Regions from separate parts of the Mus musculus genome. Here regions 2, 3, 4, 5 and 6 are each linked to region 1. Evidence: chromatin contacts called from public promoter capture Hi-C data. All regions are on one chromosome and are shown on one strand. Each heading gives the region's core, a stretch centred on a gene start, on an enhancer-like site or on the middle of the called end of the contact. The rest is flanking DNA. Distances are from core to core; before and after follow the strand shown. Region 1 holds the start of Gal3st1 (galactose-3-O-sulfotransferase 1). Region 2 holds the start of Dbnl (drebrin-like). Region 3 holds the start of Gas2l1 (growth arrest-specific 2 like 1). Region 4 holds the start of Aebp1 (AE binding protein 1). Region 5 holds the start of Pold2 (polymerase (DNA directed), delta 2, regulatory subunit). Region 6 holds the start of Ykt6 (YKT6 v-SNARE homolog (S. cerevisiae)).

Evidence for each region. Promoter capture Hi-C pulls out the DNA fragments that hold promoters and counts their contacts. Capture Hi-C pulls out chosen DNA fragments and counts their contacts.
Region 2: a promoter capture Hi-C map of liver shows a contact between it and region 1, with 4 times the contacts expected there. The contact joins the promoter of Dbnl here to the promoter of Gal3st1 in region 1. A contact is called at or near these places in 2 of 115 datasets of contacts at active chromatin or transcription factors (bone marrow-derived macrophages and pancreatic cancer cells) and 2 of 9 other capture datasets (adipose tissue and liver).
Region 3: a contact with region 1 is called in a promoter capture Hi-C map of liver, with 6 times the contacts expected there. The contact joins the promoter of Gas2l1 here to the promoter of Gal3st1 in region 1. A contact is called at or near these places in 1 of 39 promoter capture datasets (liver), 1 of 115 datasets of contacts at active chromatin or transcription factors (pancreatic cancer cells) and 2 of 9 other capture datasets (adipose tissue and liver).
Region 4: a contact with region 1 is called in a promoter capture Hi-C map of liver, with 9 times the contacts expected there. The contact joins the promoter of Aebp1 here to the promoter of Gal3st1 in region 1. A contact is called at or near these places in 1 of 39 promoter capture datasets (liver) and 1 of 9 other capture datasets (macrophages).
Region 5: a contact with region 1 is called in a promoter capture Hi-C map of liver, with 4 times the contacts expected there. The contact joins the promoter of Pold2 here to the promoter of Gal3st1 in region 1. A contact is called at or near these places in 3 of 39 promoter capture datasets (embryonic stem cells and liver) and 1 of 9 other capture datasets (macrophages).
Region 6: a promoter capture Hi-C map of liver shows a contact between it and region 1, with 9 times the contacts expected there. The contact joins the promoter of Ykt6 here to the promoter of Gal3st1 in region 1. A contact is called at or near these places in 2 of 39 promoter capture datasets (hippocampal neurons and liver).

What each region holds. Positions count from the first base shown.
Region 1 is chr11:3,981,028-3,985,202 of GRCm38.p6, reverse strand. Gal3st1 (galactose-3-O-sulfotransferase 1) reads right to left here and starts at 1,567. Exons shown (of 4, transcript NM_016922.3): 1 at 1,363-1,567; 2 at 45-262. Gm46265 (a long non-coding RNA gene) reads right to left here and starts at 38. Exons shown (of 2, transcript XR_001780153.1): 1 at 1-38.
Region 2 is chr11:5,786,566-5,791,070 of GRCm38.p6, reverse strand. Dbnl (drebrin-like) reads right to left here and starts at 2,588. Exons shown (of 13, transcript NM_001146309.1): 1 at 2,429-2,588. The coding sequence starts at 2,511.
Region 3 is chr11:5,062,476-5,067,042 of GRCm38.p6, reverse strand. It overlaps Gas2l1 (growth arrest-specific 2 like 1), which reads left to right and starts at 1,716. Exons shown (of 7, transcript NM_144560.3): 1 at 1,716-1,828; 2 at 1,949-2,206; 3 at 2,565-3,217; 4 at 4,342-4,449; 5 at 4,532-4,567. The coding sequence starts at 2,585.
Region 4 is chr11:5,860,172-5,864,402 of GRCm38.p6, reverse strand. Aebp1 (AE binding protein 1) reads right to left here and starts at 2,537. Exons shown (of 21, transcript NM_009636.3): 1 at 2,005-2,537; 2 at 126-464. The coding sequence starts at 2,251.
Region 5 is chr11:5,875,287-5,879,850 of GRCm38.p6, reverse strand. It overlaps Pold2 (polymerase (DNA directed), delta 2, regulatory subunit), which reads left to right and starts at 1,595. Exons shown (of 11, transcript NM_008894.2): 1 at 1,595-1,659; 2 at 2,862-3,138. The coding sequence starts at 2,919.
Region 6 is chr11:5,954,170-5,958,680 of GRCm38.p6, reverse strand. Ykt6 (YKT6 v-SNARE homolog (S. cerevisiae)) reads right to left here and starts at 2,923. Exons shown (of 7, transcript NM_019661.4): 1 at 2,677-2,923. The coding sequence starts at 2,780.

The DNA.
Region 1 (4,175 bases), core at 318-2,817:
TCTGACTGTGGGCCTAACCTCCCTGCCCTGGAGAGAGATCTCACCTGATGACTCCAGGTCTCCAGTCTGGTAACCTTTGGGGTACTTCTGCTCCATCCCGCTGTGTCTTCTCTAGTCATTCACATTTCATGGAGTCAAACCAAAGCAAGAAGCTTGCCCCAAGCCACTGAGGGGGCCTAGAGTCCCCCATTGCCATTGTCCTGTGAGTCACTGCTTTCCTGCAAGTGCTTGTTTGTTCTTCCTTGGAGCCCAGTGAGAGGCACTGTGAGTGACAGATTTATGAGAACTCAGCACAGAACCCAGGAAGCAAAAGAGATGCCCAGGAAGGCATCTTTCCTCCAGTTTGGGCAAGAGGACTTCTGGGTAGGGCTGGGATCCTGAGACAGGGACCAAAAAACAAAACAAAACAAAACAAAACAAAACAAACAAAAACGCACACTGTGGTTTGCAGTGAACTCAGCCATTTCCCAACGGTGTGACCTTCAGCAAGTCACTGACTCCTTGAGCCTCAGTATCTTCCCTCTAGATAAGTAGCAAGGAAGCCTGAAGGCACAGTGCAGATCAGCTCACCCCCTCCAGAGAGGAAGAGATTGAGTTCTGATCGGCTCTCCCTCCACACCCCTTTCCTCCTGAAGATTTCCAGGGCATCCTCACCCTCAGCCCAGTAACCTCTGGTGTCAGGTGTCAGTCCCTGCAGCCAGATGTGTGCCTGTCATCACAACCAGCTCAGGAAGGGGCGGGGCGGGGGGGGGTTAAAAAGAGAAGGCTCATGTTGGCCTCTCACTAAGGGAACAGACCAACCTGAGACCCCCTTATGGAGCACTGGTCCATGGCTCCGGAACCGTGTAGTTGTTGCATATAGGATCTTTCCTGTCCTAACTAGACAAGTCTGTCCTTGTCTCCTGGACTCACCTCCTTAGGGGCACACATATGAGAGGCCTTCCCCAAGCACAAGAGTCTGTCATTGCCCAAGGCCCCCCTCTCCCCGGTTTGTACTGTGACAGCCGCCTCTTCTGGGAACGCAGGTAAGGAGCGGGGAGATTCCTGCCTCCTTCTCCACTAGGGCCCAGGCCACAATGTCCAAGAGGATTAATTATTAACGAACTCACAGCACAACAGCTAACCTTCTGGAGCCCCACCCACCCCATTTTTAGGGACTCCGGGGGTCAGGGGAGGAGGGGCACCCAGAGCAGGGCAAGCAATCAGCCAGAGCCTGCAGGATACAGTGTTGGTGAAGCAGCTCTGCAGCATTTCTATATCCCTTGCTGGGCAAACACGATCCATCGATCCAGTAGGCAAGATGTTCAGGAAGTAGGCTGAGGCAGGGCACAGCCAGCGTGAGTACAAGACCTCCCGACATACCTTTGCCCTGTTCTCCTTGGGCTCCGGGTGGCAGGGGTCGGCCCCGGCCCCCGCCGCCGCCGTGGCGCTCACTGGGCGGCGGGGCGCACTCGCCGGGACCCGGCGCGCTGGCAGGCCTGGTCCATGCCCCCGCCCCGCCGCCGCAGCGGCTGCCGCACCCCGCTCTCAACACTCGCCAGGTGAGGCCAGCAGCCTGGCCCGGCCCCTGACGCCAGAGCCAATGGGCGCCACGGCCCCCTCCCCCCCCCCACCCCCTTCCCGTCCTCTCCCCTGCGCCGCCTGCCCAAGAGGCACAGAAGCTGTATTCAGCTCCCTGGGGCGCAATATTGCGCCCCCGCCTCCGGCCTAACAAGGACTATTTGTCTCCGATGGGCCAAGGGGTCCATTGTCCTACTGCCAGCCCAGAAGGGAATAGAGGGTGCCTGGGGCTTGGTGGTAGTGTTGGGGAAGGGAGCCTGGGCTCTGGAGAAAGGGGGCAGGACTAGTTGCCAGCCTTTTATGGACAGCACTGGAGCTCCTCAGAATCCAGTGGAACATAGGTCTTCCTAGCTCCCTCTGATGAGCCAGGAACACATTTGTGGTATCCAAGAAAAACAGGTGAAGAAGCGCCAGGATCCCTGGGCCGAGTCACTTACATGGTTCAGCTAACTTTCCTCTTGAGGATACCTCCTCTAGAGGTCTGGGCAAGTAAGTAGGGGCCTGTTTGAGTTCAGACTGTCCTTCATCCTAAAGGAAAACCAAGGATGGGAACTAATTTGGAATTAACCCCAGCTGTGGGCACTGCAGAACCAGCTGGCCATCGGGTGGCACATGGGCCACGTCAGAGTCCCACTACCCCCGACATTTCTAGGCAACCGTGGAATGGGGAAAATTCCACATCAGCCTGGCTGCCAGGCATTCTTCCATATCTAATGGGCTTGCTGCTCTTTGTCCTTGTGGGCCCTGAGTCACCTCCCAGGCTATAGGTTATGACTTTGAAACTCCTAACCCTTTGTTCCTGCCTCTTGAAACTGCCATGCCAGAACATGGCATCAGATAGAGCCCCCTCCCCCCATCCCACATATACAGTGAAGCCACCAGTTTGGGGGACCTTGGGGTCCACAAGCCAAAGCCTGCAAAACTCTTGCCTTCCTCTTCAGTTGAGGTGCAGCCATGGCAGCACAAAGTCCACATATGGGGCCAATACAAAACAGGTCTGTCAGGCTATCAGGTCCTTAGATTCAGGGAGGGCAAAGTCCAGCCTACCCTGTTTAGGGTATCACCGCCTCTGGGGAATGGCTATGGGAAAGATGTCCTGGGAAGGACTGAATGATCAGAACCCTGACCCTGTCATGATACATGGACAGTTCCAGGTAAGGACCATCATCAGAGGTACCTGGAGTGAGGGGACAGGTCCACAAAGGTCACAAGCTGAGATACCAGCAGTGACCTCACTTGGATGGAAAACTAGGCTATTGCTGCCCTTAGACCTCACGCTCACCTTCCACCTGTACTGGCTTGTTTTGGGTCAACACAAGCTAGTCATCAAAGGAGCCTCTCAGTCGAGGAAACACCTCCATGAGATCCAGCTCTAAGCTGTTCGTGGTGGTGCACACCTTCAATCCCAGCACTCGGGAGGCAGAGGCAGATGGATTTCTGAGTTCGAGGACAGCCAGGGCTACACAGAGAAACTCTGTCTCGGAAAAAAATGGGAGTGAAGGGGTGGGGAAAGAGATCCAGATCTAAGGCATTTTCTCAGTGATCAATGGGGAGGATCCAGCCCACAATGGGTGTTGTCATCCCTGGGCTGGTAGTCCTGGGTTCTTTAAGAAAGCAGGTTGAGCAAACCTTGTAAAGCAAGCTACTAAGCAGCAACCCACCATGGCTTTTACATTAGCTCTGCCCTGAGGATGCAGCCTTGTTTGAGTTCTGTCCTGACTTTCTTCAATAACGGACAGCAACATGGAAGTGTAAGCCAAACAAATGCTTTTCTCCTCAGTCTGCTCTTTGGTTATGGTGTTTCATGTTTCATTGCAGACACAGAAACCCTAAGGCTGGTTGGTACGAGGAATGGGGTTAGCTGTGTTTGGGGAGGATTGTGGAAGGACTTCGGAATGTCGGGCTAGAAAAGGCATTTCCTGTCTGGAGCTCAGTGAGAAGTCCCTGAGGAGCTTAGAGTGTGAAGAACAGGACAGACAATAGAGGCCTGGCTCGTGAAGGGTTAGGAGGAAATTTAGACTCTATCAGGGTTATTTTCTATCATGAATTGAGATTCTGTTGTTCGGAGCAGCTGGAGCTAAAGTCAGCCACAATACACAAGAGAGCAGCAGCACCATTGAAGAGAAACCTTTGCGCTACTGGAACAGTCGATGCTGGTTAACCTGGAGCTAAGAGCTTAGTGAGAATTCAGACTAGAGCCTGCTGATAGTGGCACACCTTTAATCCCAGCACTTGGAGGCAGAGGCAGGCAGATCTCTGAGTCTGAGGTCAGCCTGGTCTATAGAGTTCTAGGACAGTCAGATCTACACAGAGAAACTCTGTCTCGAAATCAAACAAGAGATCAGCATCACTGAGGCGAAATCTTCTGGGAAGTGTTTTCTGAGAACAGATGTGTTCCAGAGGCATCCAAGGACTTGGTTATGTGTAGACATCTCCAAGGTGATACTGGTTTTGAAGACATAAAGAGGTCATGGAGAGCAGCTGATGACCTCTTTATCAAAGCCCAGGAGAGGCCTTTGAAGGTGCAGCCTCAGTGGCAGTTTAAGGATCAGAACTGAAGGGGTCATGCAAAGAAGCTGAAGGCGTGGCACCAAGAAGAGTCTACTCTATGCCTT
Region 2 (4,505 bases), core at 1,339-3,838, 1.8 Mb before region 1:
TTTTTTTCCATCTACTGGCGCCTTGCACCTGTGTGTCCTGTGAGTGCATCTGCACATGAACACGCACACATGCACAATACACATATCGCCCCAAATAAAATTTCCAGTTCAGAGATTTTTTTTCTTACCTTCAATAGAACTCTCACCTCTTCTTTTAAATCAGTGTGAACAACGCCTGGTACGTGTATGCTGACTGGACTGCAGCTATGAACAATTCCTAAAAGGTCCGACCCATGGAGCTTAACTTCCCTACACCTGATGCTAATGTACAGTGTACACAGAGTGTAATAGGAACCAGATAAGCACAGGTCATGCCAGGCTCTTCAGGGAGGAGGCTGAAGCTAGATTATAGATGAGAGAAACTAAAGCTATGGCTCTGGTCTACAGTGTCACGGTACCAGCTCTGTGTGTGTGACCTTTTTTGGCTACCAAATTGAAGACTACCTCTTTTTGACAGTCTCTTTTTCTGCATGGCTTAATCCATCCATCAAAACATATGACAGCTAGGCACAAGGGTCTACCTGACCATGTTAGGGAAGAGAAAAAGCACACACACACACACAAACACACACACACACACACACACACACACACACACACACACACACACACAGAGTCCATGAGGGTTCCCAGCATGTTTCTTATTTGTATCACAAAGAAATGAAACTAGGAGAGAGGACAAAGTGACTATCACTTTAGTCTCAGGGAACTCCACAGTCTTTTCTGGCCTCTGAAGGCATGCATGTGGCCCATGTACTAGGAATTTAGGAGGACTCTCTGAGAAGACAACCCTAGCATAGAGACATAAAGGACAAGAAGCAATCAAGATGATGTATATGTATGTTCCATGCAGGGGAAGCAGCAAGATCAGAGGTTCTGTTTGATGAGGAACTAGCTTGCAGTTTTGAGGAAGAGAAAGACTTTGGTACAAGGGTGGTCAACAGGTGTGGCCAGAGTAGTAAGCAGGAGGGGCAACAGGAACCAGGGCAGACAGGGTAAGAGTCTGGGCTTTACTAAAGTGCAACAGGAAGACACTGCATTTATGGGCAGGGAAGTTAAGATGGCCCAGATATTCTCTCAGCTAGCGAGTGGGGACCTGCCACAAAAATCTTGCTGAGTGACTACTGAAATGGCTGTGACAGTGAGGGTGGAGGCCAGAGGCTCGTTCAACTGGAGTGGCAGCACCGTCTGCATACAGTACTGTAGGAAGCTGGGCAGTAGCATGGCTGCTGGGGCAGATGAACAGTGTATGGGGAAAGAGCAAGATCTGCACCCTCAGAAGGAACAATGGGTGGATGAGGCAGGACAATGTCAGACCAAGGTGGAGCAGATGATTCTAGTAGGAGGCTCAATGTGTGCTCGGGAGACAGACACAGGTGAGATCGTGGCCAACCTGGTCTACACAGTGAGTTCCAGGCCAGCCAGAGCTACACAGTCTCAAAAGCAAGCAAGCAAGCAAAGCAAGCAAGGTCAGTGAAGAGTTATAAGCATGGGTGAAGGGCACTGCTAGCTAGGTTGTGAGGTATTCCCCAAACAGTGATGGTTCTGAGACGACTAGAGGGCCAAAAGATAAAGAGGAGAGACAACACAGTAGAACAGAAGAGATGATTGGCCAGAGTTCTGCAATAGGGGAAGTCTCCAGGGAAGACTCAACACAGGCAAACTCAGTATAGCGCCCCTCAGTGCTGACCACAGGGTAGTGGTGGCCCCACCAGAACTCCAAAGTCCAGTTTGTGTTCCCCAGAATTTGTCCACCTGCCATACTCATCAGATGTCTGAGAAACTGAAGCACTAAAAACTGGCTAACGGAAGCATGTTAAGTAAACGGAAAGTGAAAGAGAATTACTATAGACTGGTATGCATGTAGCAGAAACCTAAGAGGGCTCAGCAGGGCCACTCCAGAAACTTCAGATCTAGTTCACAGTACTGTAATGGCTCCTGGGGTGGTGAAGGAAGGATGGAGCCTTTTCTCAAACAGGTGACAGGATCCCATTTTCAGTCCCAGAATCAGGGACCCAGACCTGTGACATCCTTGACTGAGCCCTGTGTGAGCTCATGACCTCAACCCACTGCTCACGCCGCTTTCAAGGTCTCTTCCTGAACTCAGGGTTTAGAAGACGTGGTTTCCGCCTTCCAGGGAGTTGGGGAACTGCGCGGGACCCCTTTGTCCAGTGAGGTCCCAGAAACGCAGAGCCTGGCGGAAAGCAGAAAGCACAACCAGGCAGAGATCTTCAGGGCAGAGCCGACCGACCACTAGGTGGCAGGGGAGAGGCCCGGGGGTACTCGCCGGGGGGACGGCGGTGGCGAGGGTGGGGTAGCATCTCGCTAGGCTTCAGGAAGGTGGACAGGTGATCCTGCAATACTACGGCTACGCCGCGACCTCCACCTTCCCGCTCTGGCGCCTCTCCGGCCCCGCCTTGCTGCCTACCAGTCGGTCGGGGATTTCTCGGTGACTACGCGCACGTAGGCCTCCTGCAGCGCCGGCCCGTTCCGGCTCAGGTTCACCGCCATGGCACGCCCCACGGTCCCCGCGATGCAGCAGCTTCAGCTTTCTGCCGGCCTCCAGTGACGGCCGGAAGCCCCGCCCCGGAGGCCGGAAGCCTCGCCTCTGACGTGCAGAAGCCGCGCCCAAGAGGCCGGAAGCGGAAGTGGAGAGAAGGCGAGCTAGGCTGAGGGTAAAGTTGAGGCGGGGTGCTGGTGAATGAAGATCCACGAGAGGCGGGCCTGCCCGTAGGTCCTCGTTCGTCCGCATCTGCAGGGCGTGGGCTCGATTTAGAGCTTCACGCTGGTTCGTCTCTCATTAGTTAATGTATTTTGTTTAAGAGCAAGCTGTATGCGCGCAGGCGCCTCGGAAATTTCATCTGATAGTCGGACATGATGGCTACGCCTTCAACCCCAGCCTAGCCCGGTGTACAGCGCAAGTTCCAGGATGGCGAGGGCTAGGCAGAGAAGCCCTGTTTGGAAAAACCAAAGAAGAAAAGGAAAAAAACATGAATCTGCTGTGTTAGGCGTAGAGGTACAAGCCTGTGATCCTAGCGCGCAACTGGCAGAGGCAGAAGCTTGAGTTCTAGCCCGGCCTGGGCATTGCCTAGATCTTCTAAATAAAGTAAAATGAAATATTTGATGTGATAGTGGGGTAATGAAGAGAACCTGCTTTGTGCTTCACTTCTATTTCCAGACAGTTGCCTGAACGTCCCTATGAGAGACCATACTCTGTTGTCGTAAACTAAAACGAACCCTTACTTCTCTAAACTGCTTTTAGCTAGGGCATTTTATCACAGCAACAGAAATGAAACTAGAACAGTGGGGGTCGAAGTTACATTTAAAATGTTGCAAGAATGGGGCTGGAAGTGTTGTTCGTGTATTTAATCTCAGCACTGGGGAGGCAGAGGCAAGCCTGGTCTACATAGTTGAGTTCCAGCCTATCTCAAAGACAAAAAAAGGGGTGGAGGGGCTGGAGAGATGGCTTGGTGGTTAAGAGCACTGACTGCTCTTCCAGGGGATCCAGGATTGATTCCTAGCACCTATGTGGCAGCTCACAACCCTCTGTAACTCCAGCCCTAGCCCTCATCTAGTCTCTGCTGGGACTAGGTATGGCCATGGTGCACTTAAACAATCACACAATATAAAAATAAGATGGGTGTGGTGGCACATGACTTCAATCCCTGAACCTGGGAAGCAAAGGCAGATAGATCTCTGAGTTTGAGTCCAGCCTGGTCTACATAGTGGATTACTGGCTATAAGTGAGTCCCTCTCTCAAAAAAGTATTAAAAAAGAAACTTCTGGCTGGGCAGTGGTGGCGCACGCCTTTAGTCCCAGCATTTGGGAGGCAGAAGCAGTTGGATTTCTGAGTTTAAGGCCAGCCTGGTCTACAGGGTGAGTTCCAGGGACAGCCAGAACTATACAGAGAAACCCTGTTCCGAAAACAAACAAAAACAAGAAGAAACTTCAGCTCCATCTAGCAAGCCCAAATCTTCCAAGAGAGGTTATTATGTGTGTGGTATATGCACATGGGCCAGGGTAGATGCATACTACTGTGCTGTTGGAGGCCAGAGGACAGTGTCAAGTATCCTGCTCTTTCATTATCCACCCTATTCCTTAGAGGCAGGTCTCTTACTGAGCCTGGAGCTAGGCTGGTAGGCAGCAAACCACAGTGATCCTCCTGTCTCCGCCGCTCCACAGTACTGATGCTATATACAGAGCCAAACCCAGCTCTTGAAGCAGTTGCTGGGTGTTTGAACTCAGGTCTTCAAGCTTGTGCGAAAAGTGCACTTTCCCACTGAGCCATCCCCACAGCCCCAACAGTCATTTATTTGTCACAGATCACTTAAACCAGTGTTCTCCACTTTCCTAATGCTGTGACTCGTTAATAGTTTCTCATGTTGTGTCCACCATCCATTAAAATTATCTCATTGCTACTTCATAACTGCAATGTTGCTACTGTTATGAATGGCACTGTACATATCTGATATATAGGATATCTGATATGCGACTCAAACGTGAAG
Region 3 (4,567 bases), core at 467-2,966, 1.1 Mb before region 1:
GAGGCTGGATAAGGGAACCTGCCACCATGCCACAATACCCAGGATCCCACATGGTGAAAGGCAGAACAAACTCCCAAAAGTTTGCCTTGCCTACATACCTTGACACAGACACACACTCACTAAACAGATGTAATAAAAAGTATCGGTGTATCAGATTATTTTGAAGATGATTGCTGGGTATGACGGTTCATTACTGCTTGTTCCAGGACAAGTCATTTCTCAATTCCTTCACTTAGAATTCAGTCTCCATAGCCAATTCTTCAGGACTTCACTCCCTGCTAGGTGTTATTTTTTTTTTTTTTTTTGTTTAACAACTCCGTGTCCACAATGTTCACCCCCAAACCTGGGATTTCTCCCTCATCTATACTCACACACTCACCTCACTAACATACATCATCAGTTTTCAACAGGCAGTCAAGATCCAGCATCCCCTCTCCCCATTCAACCTAAACCACTTGCCTCCCTCAGAGGCTTCCCTGACCCTGACCCTGACGCTGCAACAACAGCAGTTACAGGAGCCCTTATGGCTGCTACGTCAGCCTCTCCTAAATTCCTCCTTAGAGAGAGGCCTGGGATCCCAACAGAGAGAGCACACCATGAGTTCAAAGCCAGCTCAGGCTACATAGCAGAACTCTGTAAAAGTAATGACATGGTGGAACATTCCTTTAATCCCAGCACTCAGGCGGCAGAGACAGGCAGATCTCTATGACTTTTGAGGCCAGCCTGGTCTATATAGGGAGTTCCAGGCCAGCCTGGTCTACATAGTGAGATCCTGCCTCAAAACCACAACAAACTCCAACAATAATAATTTAATAATAATTAACAAATAAACCGGGGGCTGGGGAGATGGCTCAGTGGTTAAGAGCACCAACTGCTCTTCCGAAGATCCGGAGTTCAAATCCCAGCAACCACATGGTGGCTCACAACCATCCGTAACAAAATCTGATGCCCTCTTCTGGAGTATCTGAGGACAGCTACAGTGAACTTACATATAATAAATAAATCTTTAAAAAAAAACAAACAAATAAACCTCTCTTCCATGACCTTTGAAAAGCATGGTCCACAAGGCCCTAATGTTTCACCACTTCAGCCTTGCAAACCTACCCATTTTTCTTTCCTTCTTCCTTCCTTTCCTTTTTTTGAGATAGGCTTCCTCAGTGTGAAAAACTTTCCCTCTAGATGACTCTCAGCTTCCTCCGTCGCCTCCTTCCTTGATCTGAGTTAAAATTAAGTCCACACACCCCCACAAGATTTCCAGTCTCTCTCCAGCATCTCACTCCTCTCTCGGGCGACAGTAGGGGGCAGGATTCCCTAGATCTTCCAGGTTCCTCCTAAGGCGTGTAGTTGCCCCTGCCACACCCCCTCTTTTAACCTAACCCGCAGCCACCTTCCGATCCCTGAGCCTCATCGTCCTTGTACCTTAAGCTATCCCTGGGCCGTCCTGCAGGAAGAGCACCCAGTTATCTGACTTGCAGAGGTCCACCCGGGACGGAGGTGACTCTGCAGTCCCCGGCCCCTATCGCTTCCGGGGAGGCCACTGTCACGGGGGAAGGACAGCTGAAAGGATCTGAACCCCGCCTAGGAAGACCCAGACCCGGAGTTAAAGGGGGGGTGAGGTGGGGGTGATGCCTTAGGGCCTAAGGCCCGAGAAAGGCACGGCCCCTTTAAGAGCGCAGCTCCGCCCCTTCCTGGCCGGATCCAAATTCCAGGGGGGCGGGGCAGAGCGGACGCCTGGAAGCAGCGATCTCGGGCGACGCCTGTGTGCGGCGGCGCGGCCCGGCTCCGGCCCCGCCGGGGCGATGCTCCCCGGGGCGGCGGGGTGAGCCAGGTGAGCGCGGGGACCCCCAGGAGCCCTAGCCAGAGTGCCTGGAGGTGGGCCGGGCGGTGCGGGCTCTCTGCTTCCCAGGGCTGTGTGACCCTGACTGGGCACTCACCCTCTCTGGACCAGGCCTCGAGCACTGCGGAGGCTCGCGGGGGCCGTTCGGAGTCCCGGCCTTTCAGGCACCAGCTCGGGCGGCTTTTCGCAGCAGGAATCCGGCCTGCCTGGGTGACCCGATTCCTCCACCCACTGCTCTGCGACCTTCGGCGAATGCCTGCCCTTACTGCGCCTCAGTTTCCTCATCTGTAGAATGGAGACGCGGTCGCCGCTCAGCCTGTGGCGCGGCCCTTAGCGGAGAGGAGAAGGGAAAGGCGGGACTTCGTGCAGGTTATGGGCTGAGCAATGGAAACAGTCTCTCCGTGGTTCTGGGCGAGGCTCCTCTCCTGTCCCTCCCTACCCACATGTCTTCATGTTTTTAAATGGCATTTCTTCCTCGTGGGTGCCAACTTGTCCCCAGCCACCCTCTCCCGACCAGCCAGACAGCAAACATAAACACTACAATGGTGTAAATGTTACTGAGTCCCTTAAAGCAGGTCATGGCACCGTGAGAACAATGTGGTGCTACGTTTGCTTGTTCACAGCTTGCTCTTAAACTTAGCGTCTCCCCTGAGTGGCGGGCTGGTAGAGGTGGACCATTCTGAACCCTTTCGAGTCTTCACAGCAATCCTGACCTATGTCCCCACAGTGACTCCACTGGCTCTGGGCATGGCGAACCCAGTGGCGGGCATCGCAGGCTCTGCCGCCAAGAGTGTGCGACCCTTCCGATCCAGTGAGGCCTATGTGGAAGCCATGAAGGAAGACCTGGCCGATTGGCTCAATGCTTTGTACAGTCTAGGTCTCCCCGGCAGTGGCGATGGCTTCCTCACGGGGCTGGCCACAGGCACAACCCTGTGCCAACATGCCAACGCTGTCACCGAGGCTGCCCGGGCTCTGGCTGCTGCCCGTCCAACCCGAGGTGTGGCCTTCCAGGCACACAGTGTGGCGCCTGGCTCCTTCATGGCCCGAGACAACGTGGCCTCTTTCATCGGCTGGTGCCGGGCTGAGCTGGGCGTGCCTGAAGTGCTCATGTTTGAGACAGAGGACCTGGTGCTACGCAAGAACGAGAAGAGTGTGGTGCTCTGCCTGCTGGAGGTCGCCCGGCGTGGGGCGCGCCTTGGCCTGCTTGCCCCGAGGCTGGTACAGTTCGAGCAGGAGATCGAGCGGGAGCTTCGAGCTACCCCTCAGGTTTCCAGCGTCCCTGCTGCTGAAGAGGATGTCACTGAAATTGCCACTGTACCAGGGGTTCCCACCCGCACACCCCGCATGACGCCCAATGACCTTCGAAACCTTGATGAGCTGGTGAGTCTTCTGATATCCACATTGGGTGTCCCATCCCGTCCCGTCCCGTCCCCCCCCCCCCATCAGGGGACCAGATGGCAGAGCTAATACCTACCCCAACCCTAAGCCTCCAGGGGCCCATTCTCAGCAGCCTTCCCCACTAAGAGTACATATGGTGACTGCCAAGTGTGTACCTGGCCACAAAGAAATAAGCTCAGAGAGGCAGAGGTGCTGAGTGAGGCCACACAGCTCAGGTGGGTCTGAGGCAGGAGATCAGCTTTTAGTATTAAATGAGCGGCAACTAAGTTGAGTGCTTTCCTTCATTTGGAGGACTGTGACTTGGGGGGTGCCAGGCAGATGCATTGGCAGCCTCAGACCTGGGGCTGAGTGGCCGCTACCCGGGCTTGAGGCTATATATGTAGGAAGCTCTTGGCAAGAAGCCTGGTACACAAGGAGGGTCTGGGAAGACACCAACCCTGGTGCCCTGATAGAGAGCCTGGCCCCGCTACCACTGCTCCTGGGAACAGGAGGTGCACTTGGGAGCACAGGAGGTACAGACCCCCAGCTCCCTCCGCCTTTCCCAAGACCGATGTGTCCCTGACACCCCCGCAACTGGGCCAAGAGTTTCTTTCTTATCAGGAGCTTAGGACTATGATGTGCCTGCCCAAGTCAGGCATCCGATGGTTGTGGGCAGAATGGTGGCCCGATCTCCACCCACTCACCCCCAGCCTCCACCCCCCCCAACCCAGCTCATTCCCTCTGGCACCGGGCTGCCGTGGGTAGGCCTCCCACATAGCCAGCCTGCCTCCATTGACAAGTATGCAGTAGTGTCCGACGTGGTACCCTCTGATTGCCATGCTCAGCTGGGAGCATGGCCCCCTGCACTCATCTTGAACCTTCCCGTCCAGACTGTGGACCTCACCAGTGTGAAGATGTTATGGGCTTAAGGCCTTTCAGAGTGTTTCTTCCAGGAGATAGGCCTTGGCTTCTCCTCTTCTTCGAGTTGGCTCTCAGAGCCCCCACTGTGATCAGGCAAAAGGTCCCGTGTAGGCTGGAATAGTTACTTCCTCCTGGCCCGCAGCTGCTTGTTAAACCCCAGGAGGGATTTGACCCCTGACCTTCAGCCCGCTCTTCTCTGCCTTCAGGTAAGGGAGATCCTAGGCAGGTGCACCTGCCCCGACCAGTTTCCCATGATCAAGGTCTCCGAGGGGAAGTACCGAGTGGGAGACTCCAGCTTGCTCATCTTCGTGAGGGTAAGTGGGGGGAGGAGAAGCCCAGGCCAGCACCTCAGGGGTGGCCTAGGAGGCCCGCAGTGACCTGCCCTTCGGCCCATAGGTGCTGAGGAGTCACGTGATGGTGCGAGTGGGGGGC
Region 4 (4,231 bases), core at 1,288-3,787, 1.9 Mb before region 1:
ACTCACTGAGAAAGCCACCAAGTTAATGACAAGGCCTCAAAATTCCCTTGTCTCAGAGTCCCAGGAATCTTTCCTCATTTCTCTGTCCTCAAAGAGGTCAGAGCCCCAGGGATCCTGCTACAAACCTCTCTTCTGCGGTAGCTCCTGGGCGCTGGGGTTGGAGGGTGAGGGGAGTAACCGATCCAGCGTTTCCAAGGGGGCCACAGTTGAGAACTTCTTTCCTGCCGAGGGCCTCTTAGTGGCCTTGGGTGGCTTCTCCTTAGGCTTCTTGGTGGCCTTGGGTGGCTTCTCCTTGGGCTTCTTGGTGGCCTTGGGTGGTTTCTCCTTGGGCTTCTTGGTGGCCTTGGGTGGCTTCTCCTTTGGTTTCTTGGTGGGCCTGGTAGAGCCCTCCAGGGGTTTTGTGGCTTTGGGGCCTTTGTCCTTCTTTCCTTTCTTCTCTTTGTCTTTGTTTTTTTCTGGAGGGACTGTCAAGGATGAAGATGCAGGAGCAGACAATCAGAGCCTAATCTGTGTGCCCACATGGTCCCCCTGGATGCCCAGAGCCTGGGTGTGAGGGCACCTGTCAGTCCCTGGTCTGGTACAGATCAGGAAACTGAGGTTAGCCATTTGCCCAAGTGATAGAATGAGAAACCTTGTCCAGGCATCCTATCTGTACATCCAGAGTGAACAGCAGCAACTCTTGGCTGCTCTGAAGTAGTGAGTTCAGGGCATGATATATAGAGAGACATCTCTGTCTGTCCAAACCTCCATGGGGTCCTCATAGTCCCTAATTCACATGTCTGCCTAACCCACATGCCTCACAGCTCAGTGCCAGGCATGGAAGGTACAGGGAAGAACCTGAAAGAGCAGGGCTACCCAAGCAAACAGCCAGGCAAATTAAAGACTGTGGCTTGGCCTTCCAAGAGCCTCCTTTCAAGGGAGAAGAAAAGCTTCAAAGAGACAGTCAGGCTGGGGATGTAGATCTGCCCTAGAGCAGTCAGTCCCCTGGTATGTAAGGCCCTGGATTTGGTTCCTTCCCAGGGAGGAAGGCAGGCAGGCAGGCCGGCAGTCACTCCGTAGGTCTTGAAGTCCCAAAAGGTTCCCGTTGAAACTCAAAACCAACAGGAGGCCCTTATCAAGGACAGAGGGAGAGAGAGGCAGGTAGGTAGTTCTCTCCGTGCTGGCTCATCTCAGAGAAGTCAAGTAGCAGGGGCCACCCTTCTAGCACCCTAGGAGCTGCAATTGCTGGGTGCGGAGAATTTAATGGCGAATGGGAAACACACAGGCAGCTGGCTGAAACACAGGGAATACAGCAAAACATGCAGCAGGAGCAGGGTCACTTGGCAATGTCCAGAACGTCTTGGTTGCTGGAGGCAAAGTGTGCAGGGAGGTGAGGGTAGGGAGAGCAGGACAGATCTACAGCAGTGGGGGCCGGAGGGGGAGTGGCTGACCTCAGGAATGATGAATGGTGCCTTACAGTCTCCTGGGAGAGAGATCACAAGATCCGTTGCCACTCTCCAGAGGGCCATGAAAAACAGCTAAGATTTACTGACAACGATTGCATAAGAGGCTCGGGGTTGCATGCCTCCGGGATGCTATCACCTCGCTTAGTTCTGACCATCTCAGACTGCCCACTTTCACCTGGAAGTCTTCCTCACCCCGCTCCCCTGTCTGTGTTCCTGTGGGAGAAGAGGAGGCAAGCAGATGCCTAGGCTTGAAGCTTGCCACTAAGAGACTAGGGCCAGTTCGGAGAGGCGAATCACAATTTCCCACTCGTCCAAACCTACACTCTCTTGAGACCTGGGATGAACAACTTGGGCGACCTCAAAAGCCCAGCGCCACCCTATGCTGAACACACACCTCCAGGTTTCCAAACTCCAGGACAGAACTGCTGCCTGGCAGTGTGTTGCCTTGCGTTGCCTTGGAGAGACATTCCTCACGGGGCAGCATGGGAAGTGGCTAGACCCTCCAGAGCCCCTGTATGCTCACTTGATGCCATGGCCACCCATGTCACCAGGTTCTCACCTTCTACATCTGCCCGCTGCTTGCCCCCTGCCTTGGATTTGCGGGGACGCTGGGTGGGTTCGGGAAGCGGCTGGACTTCCACGTCGTCTTCCCGGGGCGGGGACTGGGTCTCCAACTCCGAAAGGAAGCCTTCGAGGAACTCCTCGATCTCGTCGTCCGTCAGCACCGTCTGTGGGTTCCCCTCAGGGCACAGCGTCAGCAGTGCCAGGAGGCCGCAGAGCAGGGATGCGGTGCGCACTGGAGCCATGGCTCTGGGCACGCGCGGGAGCCGGGCGGGCTTGAGCAGGGACTTGGGTGGCAGGGGCAGCGCCCCGCGTAGGGGCGGGAAAGGGCGCGAGGAACGTGGGCGTCAAGGGTATCCAGAAAGCGGTGGGAAAGGGAGATTCAAGGAGAGCAAGGGGCTCCAGGAGAGGTTCTGGCGGGCCCAGCTCCGGCAGCAACTGGGCGCTCCTGCCCCGCGTGGCTGGCTCTCACGCGGACCGCCCTCCAGAGCGCTTGCGACGGCCTGGCCGGGGCGGGGGCTTCGGGTTTCCGGAGGGGGAGGAGGAGGAGCCGGCCTTGGACCGGGGGCTGCGGGGGAGGGAGGCGGAGCAGCACGGAGCCCAGACTAATAGCAGCGTCAGCGCCCAGTTTAGAGGGTCTGGGTGCAGGGCGCCTAGCGGGGAGGAAGGCCTGGGAGAAAAGAATGCAACAGTTATGGGGAAGGGAGTGTGCGGAGTCTAAGGAGACCTGTGCTCTAACCCGCTGTGCCCTTTGCTCTGAGCCCAGGGAGATTGCTAGGGGAGGGAGGGAGTAGGGCCCTCGAGGGTACTGGCGATCACCTCCTTTCCACTTTCTGGAGGTTAGCTCTTCAAAGTGTCACCTGCTGTGTGCTTGCACAGGTGTCACCTTTGTCCAGTTATCACCAACATCCCAGGTCTTTGGAGCCAATTTTTGCGAGGAAGGCTGTGAAAAGCTGTTCTCAGCAAGCTGCTGTCCTTATGGAGATAGGAGCCCCACTTCAGAGCTCAGGGCTCAGGTCCCAATGTGGAGTAATAGCTATTTCTCTCCTTCCTCTGACCAGAAGCGGTTAAAACAACAAATTGTTTACAACAGCTTCAGCTATGGCTTCTAGAATACAAACGTTGGCTGGCTCATAATGGCCATCATAGCTAAGCCCAGGAATGCCAGAGCATTTACCCATGAAGGATTAAAGATGTGAACGTGGGCTTGTAGCAGCCATAGGTCCAGGGCAGTGGCAGGCAGCTTTCAACCAAGGTGGGGAGGCACTCTGATAAAAAAGAATAGCGACCCCCAGATGATTGACATGGGAAAGTTTACATCTCAGCTGGAAGAGAAAAAAGAAAAAGCAGGTCAAGAAACACCAACACGATGCCACCTCCTCAGTCTTTCACCCTCACCCTCACCCTCTCTGTCCAGCATGAGCAGGGAGAAAAAGGGGAAATTTTCGGGTACTGGGCTCTGTAACCCACTGCTCTCAGGGAGTAGGCAAGCCCCTCCCGGCAGTCTCCTTTCTGGCTCTCCTTGAGGAAGCATGGAGACTATGCCAAGAACTGATGTGTGTGTGAGTGTGTGTGTGTGTGTGGGGGGGAGGGTCTAACCCATCTTAGCCCTCCTAGCTGTCTGACTCAGCAGGGGAACTCCGTGTCCACAACTTACTATACGCATATTAAATGGACCACCTTTCTGGTTTATTCGATTTTTTTGAGACAGAGTTTCTCTGTGTAGCTCTGGCTGTCCTGGAACTTGCTCTGTAGACCAGGCTGGCCTCGAACTCAGAAACCCACCTGCTGCTGCCTCCCAAGTGCTGGGATTAAAGGTGTGCACCACCACTGCCCGGCTAAATGGACCACTTTGTGCTGTGCCTAGCACACACGATCAGCCCTTGCATCCCACAGGCTGTTGGTCCTCATCCACTTTGCTCCCCCTCCCCCATCCCGGGACAATCCTCTCACAGCTAGGCCTCCCCATGAGAGACTTCAACCTGGTCGCAGAGCAAGAGTAAAGCAAGTCTCACTCATGGTCACCCTCTGAATCATTGTGCTCAAAGTCAGTTCTGGGAATTGGCTTCCGTGCCCCCAGTCTGGTCCAGTGTGTCATGCTGGGTATGCCACAGGGTGCATGAGGGGACATGGATGTCACTTCCCTAGGCATGGGTCATACTTGGACTGAATTTGGGTTGGATATTCTCTGCCAGGGAAAACAGAAGCCATTTCAAAAATGGAAA
Region 5 (4,564 bases), core at 346-2,845, 1.9 Mb before region 1:
CTGTAATCCTAGCACTCTGGAGGCAGACATCAGCCCTCGGAGATTAGCTGGAACACATAGCAAGATACCTGGCTCAAAACACAAAGTGGACGTAGGGCCAGGCAGGGATGTAGTTCAGAAGGCAGAGTGTTTGCTTAGCCTGCATGAAGCCCCGGGGCTCACTCTCCAGCACTGCATAAAACTCAGGGTAGTGGCACGTGCCTGTAACCCCAGCACTCCAGAGGTGTAGACAGAAAGATCAGGAGTTTAAGGCCCTGTTGCTACACCATGGAATATATTAGACCCGTCTCAAGGAAAAAGTAGAAATAAAGATATTCTGGGATAAAATTTGATGAGTCCATTTCCTTAGACATTTACTGTAAGGAATCCTAAGGAGAGTCCTGCAGACCAAAGGGAACAGCAACCAAAGAGTAAATGGAGAGCTCCAGTCAAGGGGCTGCACAACAACGAGCTCTGTGTCATTGTAACTTTGGATTTTAATTCTACAAAGTGGTTTCAAATCCATCAAATGGGGTTTGTTCCTGGAACACAAGAACGTTGCAACATAATCAAATATGCAACAGGCTACTTGAGACAGTAGGCAAAAATCCGCACTCAGCCCAGCTTACAAAGGAAAAAATACTCAACAAACTGAAACATTAAAAACAAATGATTTAGCCGGGGGTGGGGGTGCACGCCTTTAATCCCAGCACTTGGGAGGCAGAGGCAGAGGCAGGTGGATTTCTGAGTCCGAGGCCAGTCTGGTCTACAAAGTGAGTTCCAGGACAGCCAGGGCTATACAGAGAAACCCTGTCTCGGGGGGAAAAAAATGATTTAATTCATTATTAAAACAGGAACGAGGGAAACCTTGTCTCAAAAAGCAAAAACAAACAAAAACAGAAACAAGGGGCTGGAGAAAGCTCGGTTGAGAGCTCTTTCAGAATGGCTCACAACCATTTGTAATTCCAGTTCCAGGTGACACGGACGCTCTCTTCTCGCCTCCGAGGAGACTGACCTCACATGCGTGCAGGCAAAACACACCCACACACAAAACAAAACAAAATAAATTCAAAATAAAACAAAAAAACTTAGTAAGCCAGAAGAAACCTACCTTAAGTAATAAGTTTCAGACTGAGTAATTAGGCAATTTTAAAAAGGAGCAATGTTACCACTGAAGTCTGATGCACTTGCAGTCAGGGTGTCTTAGTGTGAATTCTAGCTTTTCTCACTAGCTGGGTCATTTTGCCTGTTTCCCTGCCTGTGAGATGGGAGAAATTGTTCATGCTTCCAAGGGAATCTGAGAAGTCAGGGTGAGAATCACAGCGCAGGATAGAGTGGGAGGGAAGCTTCAGCCACACAGGAGCCACCAGACCCCCAGCGCTCGGGGAGAGCAGCATGAGCCAGGCGCCCAGCCTCACTACGGCCCACGCTACCCAAGGAGTTCACCCGATGAGGCCCAGCCGCAAACACCGCATGCGCACAGGAAACCCAGTGCTAAGTGATGGGTTGTCCCGGGAACCGGAGGCGTGACTCCGCGTTTCCTCGGTCCAGAGGCGGGGCGCACGGGGATTGGCTGGATGAAGCGTGCAGCGATGGGCGGGATGGGGCGGGAGGCGATTGGCTGGATGCGCCGATGGGCGGGACGGGCGCGCAGAGATTGGCGGGATGCGGCGTGGCGCGGTGAGTGTGCTGCTGAGCGGGGTTAACGTGGGTCCTGGGTCAGACTTGGCGGTACCTGGACAGCGGGCCGGGGTCTTGAGGGTGCTTCGAACTGTAACATGGGCCCGAGCTGGGCGTGTCTGCTTCGGGGCAGGTCTCCCGTCGGGTCCGGCCTGGAGCACCGTGTGGGCCGCTGCCACCACCGTGCGTTTTTGGCTTACATCCAGTTTACATGTGCCCATTTGGCAAATTCATAGGGTCCGCTCCCTAAGCCAGAGCTGCGCATTAAAGAAAGCCGAACCAGCTAGGGGAATTTGAACTTTGTAATAGCTGTACCAAAAAAAAAAAAAAAAAAGTAAAATGAAAAAGAAAGCTGTGTTCAAAACTTCCGTTACTACATCCAGCCTGTTGTCGTCTCAACTACGCATGAAGAATATGTTGAGATACTTTATACTAAAGTCCGCTGTGCATCCATCCCCAAGCACATCTTAGTGGGAAGGGGTGCAATACAAGAAAACAAACCTCTGCGCTGCCGGAGCTTAGGCAACAGTTGGAGGAGGCAAAGTAAATGCTTGAGAGATGATAATGATGCAGACAGTTGAAGTAGCAATGCAGTCAATTAGATATGGGAAGGTGAGTTTTAAGGAAAGACTTGAAAGGGAAGAGCCAGTAAGCCTTGGGGAAAAGGAGAGGACCCAGCAGGAGTAGAGAGGCCTCTACTTGGAGCCCCTGCTGTGGAAGGGACACTTGGAAGGAGAAACAGATAGGAGGGGGGAGCTGTTCTTAGAGGCCCAGAGCTGATCTTACAGGTCGTGGTAAGAACTTGGGGTTTTATTTACTGAAAAGCAACCTTTGGGGGGTTTTGAGCAAAACAGGGGCAGCTTTATGCTTTATTTTTTATCACTAATTATATTATGACAGGCTTCTTCAGTGATGCCTGATAGCATCCCTAGAGGTAGCAGAGGTCCCAGGGAGCTGGGCAGAAGCAGATCAATAATTCCATTTGAGGGTATGCAGAATTTGAGACCCTGGTGATTGGGTAGAAATGTGGAGAGGAGGAGGTGATGAACAAGGTTTGGAACGAGCTCCAGGTTGTATCTGACTAGGTTATAGGATGACACCTCCGGACACATGTGTGCACATTGTGGACAGCGTGGTTGGGACACTAGGGGAGCTTTGGGTACAAGAAGGGATTGCAGGAATGCCTTTGTGTGTCTCTGCAGTGATAACTCCTCGGCCTGGACACAGCTGCTTGGACCAAACAAGCCAGGAGTGCCGCCATGTTCTCCGAGCAGGCAGCACAGAGGGCCCACACTCTGCTCGCCCCGCCCTCTGCCAGCAATGCCACCTTTGCCCGGGTACCTGTGGCAACTTACACCAACTCCTCACAGCCCTTCCGACTGGGAGAGCGCAGCTTTAACCGGCAGTACGCCCATATTTATGCCACCCGCCTCATCCAGATGAGACCGTTCCTGGTGAGCCGGGCGCAGCAACACTGGGGTAAGTTTGGGGTACGCTGCTCCCAGCAGCCCAGCAGCTAGAACTAGGACCTTATCTAACCTGGAATACTTTCCAGCTACCATGGAATGGCCCCTTCAGCTCCCTGCTTCTTCTTAAAAGTGAGGATTAAATTAACCTGTGTGGTTAAAGTTGGGTTTGGCCCAGAGTCTGGTCAGAGGTAAGGGCTAGGTTCTGGCAGTGATGGCTACTGTTCCATCCATGGAGGAAATGGTCTTCCTATCCTTATTGTCTTCAGTGTGAATTGGTCACTGGTGTGCACCCTTTAGCTAGAGAGCTCCTCATAGCAGCAGGCTTGGCACCTTGGTCTTTGAGGGATGGACACACCCAGGCCATAGCAGAGCCACAGCAGGTGGGAGTGTGGAATCTGCAGTTTATGTTGGCATCCAATGCTTCTGTGTGGTGTTAGCCCTTTTCTTCTGTGGATGGAGCTCACGGTGGAGCTCTGAGGCATGCTCCTGGCTCTTCCAGGGCAGGACTGCGGTTCTGGCCCAGCCTCCACTTCGCCCTGCCTCCTCAGCAGTTTGTCCCAGGATTGGTCTGTGCTGATGAGTCCCTGGAACTCTCTGGAACTTGCTTTCCTTCTTCCTGCCCAGCGTGGCTTTCTACATCTTTCATGCTGGGCGTGTGGAGCCTTCACACGTGTTCTGGTTTTCCTCCTGGGGATGTTGAATGAACAAGGCTGCTAACTCCACAGAGAATAGAGTGGGCTGGGGTGGAGGGGACACAGAGGTGAAGGATCGGGCAGAGCAGGGGCTGGCATGAGAATCCAAAGTCTTAGCTAGGCCTTTAATCTTAGTACTGGGGAGGCAGAGGCAGGTGGATCCCCGTGAGTTCAAGGCCAGCCTGGTCTATGGAGTGAGCTCCAGGACAGCCAGAGTTATTTCATAAGACCCTGTCTGGAAAATAAAAGACTGCAGAGTCTTAAGGACATGGTAGTTGTCAGCACAGAGCATGTGACAGGCATGTAGGTAATATACTTCAGTTACTTCCCGTGTCCATGGTAACAAAGTACTGTATGTAAACAGGGGACTTAGGACAACACACATGTATTCTCCTATGGTTCTGGAGGTGTAAAGTCTGAAATCAAGTCAGCAGGGCTGATTTCTTGTAGAACAGTGCCTCTCAGCCTTCCTAATGCTGCGGCCCTTTAATGCAGTTCCTCATGTTGTGGTGACCCCCAACCATAAAGCTATTCTCATTACTGCTTCACGGCTGTGTTTTTTGTACTGTTTTGAATTGTAATATAAATATGATATGTGGGATATCTGATATGTAACCCTGTGAAAGGATCATTTGACCCCCAAAGGGTCACGACCCACAAGTTGAGAACCATTTTGGCTCCTGGTGGCTCCAGGAGTCCCTGAGCTTGTTCCCTGTCTTCACGTGGCCTTGCCTCAGACCTCCC
Region 6 (4,511 bases), core at 1,674-4,173, 2.0 Mb before region 1:
GTCACAGACCTACTAGGTGAGAGCTAGCTCAGGTCTGCTGAAGCCCTGGACACTGTGGAGGAAATGGAAAGAAAGCCTAGTCAAGGTAGAAGTGGGAGTCACTCATATGAAGCTGCAATAGTGGTTTATCATGGGCCCAAAGAGAGGTACAAATCTGACCAGAATAAAAGAATTTATGGTCCAGCCAGAGGACAGGTGAGAAACCTTCAACTGGAGATGCATGATCAAGGGCAGCCAAGGCCATCAGTTCAAGGTTGATCATTTTTTGAGACGGGGTCTATGTGGCCCTGGCTGTTCTAGAACTCTCACATAGACCAGGCTGAGATTCACCTGCCTCTGCCTCCCAAGTGCTGGGACTAAAGGTGTGCACTACTGTGTCCAGCACTACAGTACTCTTAACTACAATATCTGAAGACCTAGCTCTGAGATTTCAAGTCTTACTAGGTGTCACCCAAATTACTGTGCTGACCTCGATAGTAAAATCAAGACTGGTGCGATAGTTATGAGTGAGTTAATATACACAAAGCAATTGAAACACTACCTGGCACATAATACACTACTATTATTATCATGAGGGAATGACATGATGAAAATAGTCAAAAATATTTCCTTTTTAATTCTCAAGAAAGCCTTTGCAATAAAACAAAAAAAGAGCTATCTAGAGCAAGATGACAGTCGTGTGATTGGGACTACTACTAGTGCACTAACTGTGAGAGACTTTAGTAATCACAGTGACATGAAAGGTAAGACTGCGGGGTCTCACTCAACTGGAACATGTGTCTCTCTGCTTCACTGCTAGTCATCTGACAGTAGATAACATCAGGGTGTCAAAGAATGAGATGATAGCATTGTGAAGCTCTGAGAATCCTCCATATAAACAGAGAGAGAGAAAAACGGAAAGATCCAGAGCCAAGTTGGCACCACAGGTTCCATCCCAGAAGAAGAACACCAAGCACAGAGCAGGGGCCAGGGCACACAGAGGAGAGGAGCAGGAAGAGCAAACGGAGCCAGAGATGACTCAACAATTCCACCTTCAGGGGTGCACACCACAGCAAATTGTAAGCTGTGTCTCTGTGTATCTGAGCATCCACGTGCCATCTGTGTGCAGCTGCATGTGTACGCAGGGAGTCTTTCCTCAGGAGCCATCCACCTTTGTTAGGATGAAGTTGGTTATGCGCTCACAGAGTAGGCTTGAGCAGGGGGCCAGTCATCGCGCCATGATCCCCAGCGGGTCAGTCATCAGGCGCCATGATCCCCAGCGGGTCAGTCATCAGGCGCCATGATCCCCAGCAGGTCAGTCATCAGGCGCCATGATCCCCAGCGGGTCAGTCATCAGGCGCCATGATCCCCAGCGGGTCAGTCATCAGGCGCCATGATCCCCAGCGGGTCAGTCATCAGGCCCTGAGCCCCATCACCTTGTCTCTGTTTCCCTAGCTTTGAAAGTACAAGCATGTGTCAGGACACCCAGAGGTTGGTTGGTTGGTTTGTTTGTTTTTCCTTTTGATGTATTTGGGATCAAACCCAGGCCCCTCATGCAGCAAGCAGTCTCCTGAATGAACTATTTCTCCACTCAAGCTACCTTCCAACCCCTTGGCAAACACTATTCACATAACTATAATCCACAGCAACTCATGTCCATCAGCGGATGGATACATAAACAAAACATAGTGTTTACATAAAACTCAATACTGTATATATTTTAAAGGGGAGAAAAATTTGGTATCTGCAGAAACATAGGTCAACCTTGGGGTCATTCTGCTTAGTAAAATCAGTGGGACACAAAAAGCCAACTACTATATATCCCACTTATATGAAGTCATTAGAACCATCAAAAGCTGAGACACAACCTGAACAAGCAGATTTCCCCAGACGTTGAGTCAAGATGACCACAGGTCCTACCCTGTTGGGCCCTTTTCCTTTTGTGTCTGAGTCACTCCCACAAGACTGGGTATCTGTGCAGCTTACAATTAAAGCACCCCACAATCCTTTACATGCCTACAAGCAATACAAATCCAGTGGTTCCTGCCTAGCTACCAGTGTGGACCCTTCCTGATAATCAAGGCCCAAACACTAAAAAGAATGAGTTTGACCCCTGACTCCCAATCCTTGAGGAATCAACGATTTTACTCATAAAAGAAACACCTCCATACAGAACTTCTGGAAAGAGCTTTGACCAGCGACTTTCACAAACTGTGGGCTGCAACCCCTTTGGCAAACCTCAATCTCCAAAAATACATATGCATAACAGTAGCAAAATTACAGTTATGAAGTAGCCACGAAAATAATTTTATGGTTGGGGGTGGGAGGGTTCCCTCAACATGAGAAACGGTACTAAAGGGTCGCAGCGCAAGGAAGGTGAGAACCACTGGCAACGACGAAATACAAAGGTTAAGACACCAAACACTGGTTAAATCACAGGGTGCGAGGCGTAGTCAACATACTTATTTCTGAGTCCGGAGATCCCAGATCAGAACAGTTGGCAGCGCGTCTGTAATCAATGGCCTTCCAATCTTTCTACAACTGGGCAATACCGCGTAGGGCAGAGCCCTTTCCCAGGGTTGCTAACGACTCCTCAGGTACAGCCTGCCGCCCGAGGGAGGCCAAAGCCGTGCTCGCCCTTCGAGAGACTCGACTCCCTGGACTCCGGGTCCAGCCACCCGGGCCCGGCCCACTTACCTGGACCTCTGGAAGAAACTAAAGGAAGACACGTCGTACGCGGCCTTGAGCAGCACCGCTTTCGGATCGCCTTTGTAAAGGACACTAAGGCTGTACAGCTTCATGGCGCCGCACCTTCGGGCCGCCGGCTGAGCCCCAGACCCGCTCCCAGGAGCGCGGCCACAGTCCCTCAGAACAGCGGCGGCCGCCTCCTGACGGGGCCCGGCCGGCTTCTTCCTCCTAGAGTAAGGCCCACTTCCGGTTCCGGTGGCGAGTTGCTCCAGCCGCTCCTCGGAGGCCCGAAGGCAGGGTACGCGCGTGCGCGGACGGGTAGCTAAGCGGCGGGGCGCGCCCGCGTCCGCCCGGGTCGGCGCCAGGAGGCTCGGTCTCCGCCTGCGTGGCAGTGCCTTGGCGCAGGTTCCCTTCCGGGCTGTCGCGCGGACCCTGGCTGCCGGTGGGGAGTGCTGTGCCGTACCATCGCTCTTTTTTCCCCATTCTGCTAGAAAAACAACCCGTAGCTGTCCCCACTCTATACTTTTGTTGCATTCTATGTGTAACAGCACCAGGCTACCCAACCTCTTCCCTGGGTGTCCCAAGTACAGACGACTAAAAGAAAGGCCCTTCATCCTTTCTCTTGCAATAATAAAAATCAGAAACGTCACTGGCTATGGCCACTCAGCTTGGACACACTTGTTCGACAAGCCAGGCGGCCAGAGGTGTCAGCTATATTCACCTGCACTGACACCATGGCTCCACAGGCGGCAGACGGAGAACCATTTCTGAAGAAAGCCTCTTTATCCAAAGTTGTACAAAATTACCAGGATAGTGACCTTGCAGAAAGAGATGTGGATTAAGAAAATTGATAGCAAGAAGCAGACCTTGGGCTTCCAATGTGAACAGCAAAATGCTTATCAAACTCCCTTACAGCCACTCTTGGCACCTCTTCCTGCTTTTCTCTGACTTTACCCAGCCTCCCTTGGTCCCAGGAAGTCTCATCTAGAGATATGCGAACTCCCCAAGCCAAGCTTGTTAATCAATTTCAAATGACATTGTTTTCCCCTGCGTTTCCCCAGCTGTTATCCAGCCTGAATTCGGTCCCAGTACTTCCGCACCGCAAAAGTTACCCCCCCCCCCCAATCTGTTGGACTCAAAAAATACCTTTTTTGTAGACATGTTGGTAAAAGTGATAAACTATCAAATTCCAAGTCCTGCTCATTGCAGATGTTTAACAATGACGACGATGGTTATTTGCACCATTACGTTAAATGACAGAAAGAAAGAAAGAAAGAAAGAAAGAAAGAAAGAAAGAAAGAAAGAAAGAGGAAGCAAGCCTCATGAGAGGCCGAAGGTGCCCTTGAGGCTGTTAGAAGCAGAGCTTTAAAGGGAGGCTAAAATCTGAGCAAGGTCTACAGATTAGATAAGAGCACTATATCTTTATTTCCAGCTTTCAGTCACTGACTGCCCTGACCTTATAAGAGAAGTCTCTGGTGCATGCATGCATGCACACTAACACACAGTAACATAAATAGATGAACACTATGTATACAACTTACTCCGAAGAGGTCATATGCATACATACCTACATGTAAGTATATCTACATCTATATATATCTATGAACACATATATATGTTTCTATACATGCTTGTATATGAACATATTATACATGTATTAAAGTTCTCTAAAGGAACAGAATTGATAGGACATATATATTAAGAGAGGACTTATTAGATTGGCTTCAGGATGCTGTGTGTGTAAGTAGTCCAACAGTGGCTGTCTCACACTGGAGAAGCATAGAGTCTGGTATTTAAGCAAACCACAAGACTGGATGTCTTAGCAAACTTAATCTTGTGCTGAA